Linked DNA regions of Zea mays: region 1 is linked to region 2. A link is a contact called in public Hi-C data. All regions are on one chromosome and are shown on one strand. Each heading gives the region's core, a stretch centred on a gene start, on an enhancer-like site or on the middle of the called end of the contact. The rest is flanking DNA. Distances are from core to core; before and after follow the strand shown. Region 1 holds the start of LOC100191784. Region 2 holds the start of LOC100275252.

What was found. A called contact is a pair of places that touch in the nucleus more often than the background predicts.
Region 1: a Hi-C map of tassel shows a contact between it and region 2, with 4 times the contacts expected there. The contact joins the promoter of LOC100191784 here to the promoter of LOC100275252 in region 2. A contact is called at or near these places in 7 of 25 Hi-C or Micro-C datasets (ear, endosperm, leaf and 2 more) and 1 of 3 datasets of contacts at active chromatin or transcription factors (leaf).

The regions. Positions count from the first base shown.
Region 1 is chr6:170,115,024-170,117,723 of Zm-B73-REFERENCE-NAM-5.0, reverse strand. LOC100191784 reads right to left here and starts at 1,395. Exons shown (of 10, transcript NM_001137209.2): 1 at 1,159-1,395; 2 at 985-1,041. The coding sequence starts at 1,395.
Region 2 is chr6:169,944,207-169,946,906 of Zm-B73-REFERENCE-NAM-5.0, reverse strand. LOC100275252 reads right to left here and starts at 1,253. Exons shown (of 1, transcript NM_001149386.1): 1 at 124-1,253. The coding sequence starts at 1,173. The coding sequence ends at 478.

The DNA of each region.
Region 1 (2,700 bases), core at 146-2,645, 170 kb before region 2:
GCCCGCTACAATGAGATGCCAAAATAAACTATGATCGATTCTCCTAGTAGTACAATACCAGTGAGCAACTAGTACGAACACCAAGGACGAAGCAATGCCTTCAAAAAAAATAAGGTCTAGCAAAGTACCATGATAAATGAAAAAAAGGGGCTATCACTACAGTCTACAGTAACCAATGAATGATTTCGTACTTAGTCTGTGACTGATCGAATTATTCAGAGAGTTTAACCAAGCATTAAGAAGGAAAACAGGAAAAGACTAACAAGCAAGGACAAGAAGGTACTGTGGTTAACGATGCCCAAGCCTCTAACAAAGTACTAGTACTAATTAGATATCGATGCGCCGATGTCCAGATATTCAATGATCCATATCTGTATCTGTTTTAGTGTAGATTCGATTTGAGATATTTGGTGTTGCATTAGTATGCGACAATATTTGTATTGGACTTCGAACTAAAAAGTGGTAAATAGTGATATCTGAATCCAAAACGATTCCTAGTCTAAGGTAGTGTTCGGTTACTAGGGACTAATTTTTAGTCCCTCCATTTTATTCCATTTTAGTCTATAAATTACAAAATATGGAAACTATAACTCTATTTTAGTTTCTATATTTGACAATTTAGTGACTAAAGTGGAATAAATTGGAGGGACTAAAAATTAGTCTCTAAAACCAAACACCCCCTAAATCGATGTGACACTGTACTCCCAAGCCAATCATTTCGAACAACTCGAAGTTGGCAATGGCAGGTCCTCCACATTGCGTTTGAATACCAAAAATATACTCTAGTGACGAGTCATATCTAGCCCCAAGCCCCCAACGCTCTGGCAAAATGCAAACTGCAGACGAAACAGGGAATGAAGTCAATGGAACAGATACCATATCCAACATCCGCGGTAGAAATCAGTGAAACGATTTGGCTGAAATCACAGCGCCCCCCCACCCCCCACCGCGAGCAACGAACTTTTCCGAAGCAACGACACTCACCGTATCCATCGCCACCAGCGCAAGCCGCGCGTACACCTCGTCCGTGGCCGCATCCGCCTGCACGCGCACGCACACGCACTGGCGTAAGAATAGGAAAGCAAGCAAAACTAAATCACCAGCTGGGCTGCACGATGCAAGGTGGGGGGGGGGGGGGGGGGGGGCAGGCCAACTCACGCGTAGCTCGACGTCGACGACGCGACACACCACGTGCGGCGGCACGCGCGGCGGGGCCGGCGCCGACACCCCACCACCGTCGCAGCCGCCCGCCGCGAGGTGCGCCTGAGGCAGGTACACCACGGCGCTGCCCCGCCGCGGCAGCGCCACTCCAGCCCCCGCGCACGCGTGCCACAGCTCCGCGCACACCGCGCCCGCCGGGTCGTCCTCCCCCACGGCGTTGAGATCAATCCCCATCTCTGTCCCGACTAGTACTGGGGGTCGGTGGGTCTACCTCAACCAGCGAGGGAACGTTGATGGCAGGCACAGGCAGCGACCTCTCCGAAGCGAAGCGGGACGGCGTACAGGTGAAGGTGAGGGCGATAGAGGCGGGGAGTTAAATCGGCGGAGGCGGCAGTGGCATTAATGCGCTTGTCCCCCCGGAGGGGCCGCTCCCGCGGCTGGGCAGTGGCAATGCCAGTCCCGTCCCCCACGCCCCTGCGCCAGAGCCAGAGGCAGAGCCAGAGCCCACCACCGCAGAGCGCAGACCGCAGCGGCTTCGATGCGTGCGGGCCGCGGTTCCTGTTCCCGCCCCTCCTGACCGGACCGCTGCGGCAGTGGCCGTGGCGAGTTTATGGATGGTGGGGTCGGTGGCCGTGGACGAGGGGACCACAGAGCTTTTGGCTCGGTTTCGGCGGGTGGTTTTGGTGGGGTTCCTTGTCCTCGGGCGCCGCGGCACGGCGTCTGTAGGCGCGTAACCGTTGGTGGTGTGCCGAGCCGAGCAGGACTGAACTGTTTCCGCACAGGGAGGAGGCCCGGTCTGCTCTCGCCGTCGGCCCTCGGGCGTCGGGACCAGCTAGAGGTAGAACTCGAAGAAAAGGTGGCTTTTCCTCCGCGCTCGCTCGTTTGCCATTGTTGCTTGGTTGTTTGTGTGTTTGTGTGCGTCCTGCTTTCGCGAAAACGGCCCCGGCAGCGTCACGCTCCCGGGAAAGGCCAAGCACGGAAGGAGGTCTTTGCTTAGTCCTCCTTTGAAAGAAAAAAATTGCAGGAACAGGGAAAACACAGGGATATAACATAGATGTATGTGCAAAACAGACAAATAAAAATATAGGAACATTTGTTGAATTGTGTTCGGATGATTGTAGGAAACACGTAAGGGACGAGTCCATAACAGTGTTTGTAAAAATCCCTACGAGATTCTTTATCAAGCTACTTAATTACACATGTGGGCCAGTGCTATACTTCCTCTCTCTGTCTCTGTAGTCTTTGACTTGTCCTTTATCTTCATTCTATGCGCATGCTAGAAAAATGAGATCAGAGTGCATGTTTTCTTTCCCATGTTTCTTCCGTGAAATGCTTCCAAAGGATTTTTACCCTCCAATTTTCCCACGCCTCAAAGTCTCAAACCTGCCAACCAAAGGGCATTGCAGTGCTGATTCCTATAGGAACCAAATTCCTATATTTTTCATACAGATTTCCTAGGGTCCAAAAGGAGGTTTTACCGGCAGATTTGCCTTTTTTTTGGTCAACGATGAGTAGATTTGCCTTTGTCTGCCCCCCGTT
Region 2 (2,700 bases), core at 4-2,503:
TTGTCGGTGTCTGAAAGACACTCTCGCTGGCTCGCCGCGTTCTTCATCATCAACGACGTCAAAATTTAATAGCTCCCAGCACAGCAGCACCCCCTCACTCCCACTGAAACGCATAGAGACATGTTTCTAGTCAAGTTAAATTACATCCCAAGCTTACAAAAGCTCCCCAAAAGGACTTACACAACCTTCACAAAAAGTTTGCTGCCAAGTCAAAAGAAAAGGTTGCAAAAGTTTGATGCTTACAAAAGTTCGATGCTAAGTCAAAAGAAAAAGGTTAGAAACAGACACCTGGACGATTACACAACTACACCTAAAAATAAATAAAAAGCCCGAACATGCACACTCGAAATTGTTACCAGCAGGTCAAACCCAAACCGCCGGCTGGCCGGATCCGTGAAAATGCTCGGAGCGCGAGGAGCAAGCAACCAAGCGAAATCACATCATTTCATTTTCTTATTTTTTTTCATTCACGTCATATCAGAAAAGCGCGGTCTCCGTTGCAGCAGAACGATCCGTGGTCGTGGTCGCCGCCACCAGCCACAAGCACTGCCCCGCCGTCCCCGGCGGGCCGGCAGCGCCAGCGGCGTAAGCCGGCGACGACGTGGCGAACTGGGCGGGCGAGCCGAGGTAGTAGGGCGCGGTGAACGCAGAGGTAAACACCGGAGGAGGAGACCCCGAGGCCGAGCGGCGGCGGTCGTTACTATCGTCGGCGCTGATAGTAGCACTACTGCCGGTAGTAGTGGCGGTGGCAGCGTGCGGCGGCGGCGGCGGCGGCGGGAGCAGCACCGGGCGGTTCTTGCGGCGGCCGGAGCCGACCGGCACGTTGCGGATGGCGCCGCCGGCCGTCCAGTAGCGGTGGCAGGCCCGGCAGAAGTGGCGCGGCTGGTTCACGTTGTAGTTGTTGAAGTAGCAGAACTTGGTGTCCCGGCTCAAGCAGCGCGGGCACGGCAGCCGCGCCTCGGCCGCCGCCGCGCGCGCCCGCGCCACCTCCTCCAGCAAGTCGGGGCCGGGGCCGCCGCCGCTCCCGCGCCCCGACGACGCCGGCGCGGCGCCCGCGTGGCGCACGGGCTGCGGCGGCTGCTGCTGCTGCTGATAATGCGTGGTGATGACCTTGCCGAACAGCTTGATGCCCGCCGCCCTGGTGGTCGGCATCTCGACGTGAGGCGGCAGCATGTTGCGCGAGGCCAGCGGCGGTGGCTCGTGGATGGTTCGGTGGTTACTGAAGGAGCTATCACGTACTAGCTATCGGTATCAGGCATCCAGTAGACCTGGCCCTCGTATATATATAGCACATGTGGGGGAGACTGTGGGAGTCAGTAGCTCAGTCTCAGTGCTTGGGTGCGTGCGCGGTGGACAGACACCATGATTTTCCGTCATGCGCCGTGCCTTCGTTGGTTGTCTGCAAAGTCATGCTAGTAGACAGGTTTTACAAATTAAAGAAAGAAACTTTCCAAGTGAATGCAAGAACAGAGCTTCATCAAATATTTCTCCTGCAACCTGCAGTGCAGACAGTTCAGTATGTTTTAGCTAGCACTAGCAGAACGGTAAGAGGTAAAAGCTCCAGGATCGGAGTCAACCTATAAGAGCAAGAGGCAGGCATATGACTTGGTTACTAAGAATCTGAACAAAGCAGCACCAGCTGCACCTTCCTAATCTTTTTCCCATCGTCGCCACATGCGTCTCTGTGACATAAAAGTTCACCAAAAAAAAAACTACCCGAAACAAGATTCTCGCCTTTGCTTTGCTTTATCTCGGTAAAGCGCGTGCTTTGGGTGTTCATGCACGGTCTTTATCGTCCATACCATACGGCAGAAGCCCTAATCTGTAGCTTTTGATGCGCGCGCGCGGAATCAAAAGCGCGAGTCTTTTCGGTTGGAAAGACCGGCCCATGCATGTCCTCCTTTTCCTGCCAGTCCAAACGAAAGCGCCTCTCTAAGCTTTGCGCTTTGGTCGCAAAGCCAAATTTGCCCAGGAACCTGCAGGCCCTTGATTTTAACCTCATGAGCTACATACGAGCTGTTTTCTGAAGAAAAAGCAGAAGCACACTTCGTCGTCGTCGTGCCATGCATCGGCGGGAGTCTCTCGACGTCATCGATGTCCACGGTCAGGCATGCTGCATGTATCGTCCGAGGGAGCTTTTAGTTGCTATTGGGCTGGCAAAAAAAGGCTGATGATCTATAGTAGATGGGCCATATCTTGGGCCTTGAGGCCTAATTAGGTGGCCCGTACGCGACCTTGCTCGCCAGTTGCTACTTGCTACAAACGGGCATTGCTTTTAGCTCGTCGTCTCTGCTGCTAAAAAAACACTCCGCGTTTTTTTCCCTCCTTGAACGCACCGGTATTTAGCCCGAAACGAGTCGTTAAAAATCTTGGAGCAATAACATTTTCGTGAAGAAAAAAAACTTGATCTAATAATTCAAAAAATGGGGGGTTTTGATCCCCCAAAAAGACTATGGAAACTCTACAAAAATACGGGGAAAAAACAATTAGATATATAGTTTGGCAGCCAATAAAACCCGAATAAAGATTTTGATCTCAAGGAAAAGGTCGTGACGGACTTCCAACATGAATATCAGTAATAATAACTAAATGAAATGAAAGGGCAGAGAACCTGCCACACTGATGACACACTGATGTGCGTGAAAAAAGCGTTGGACCCTTGGATTCGTCGATAGATCCTGCGACATCCGCCTGGAGAAA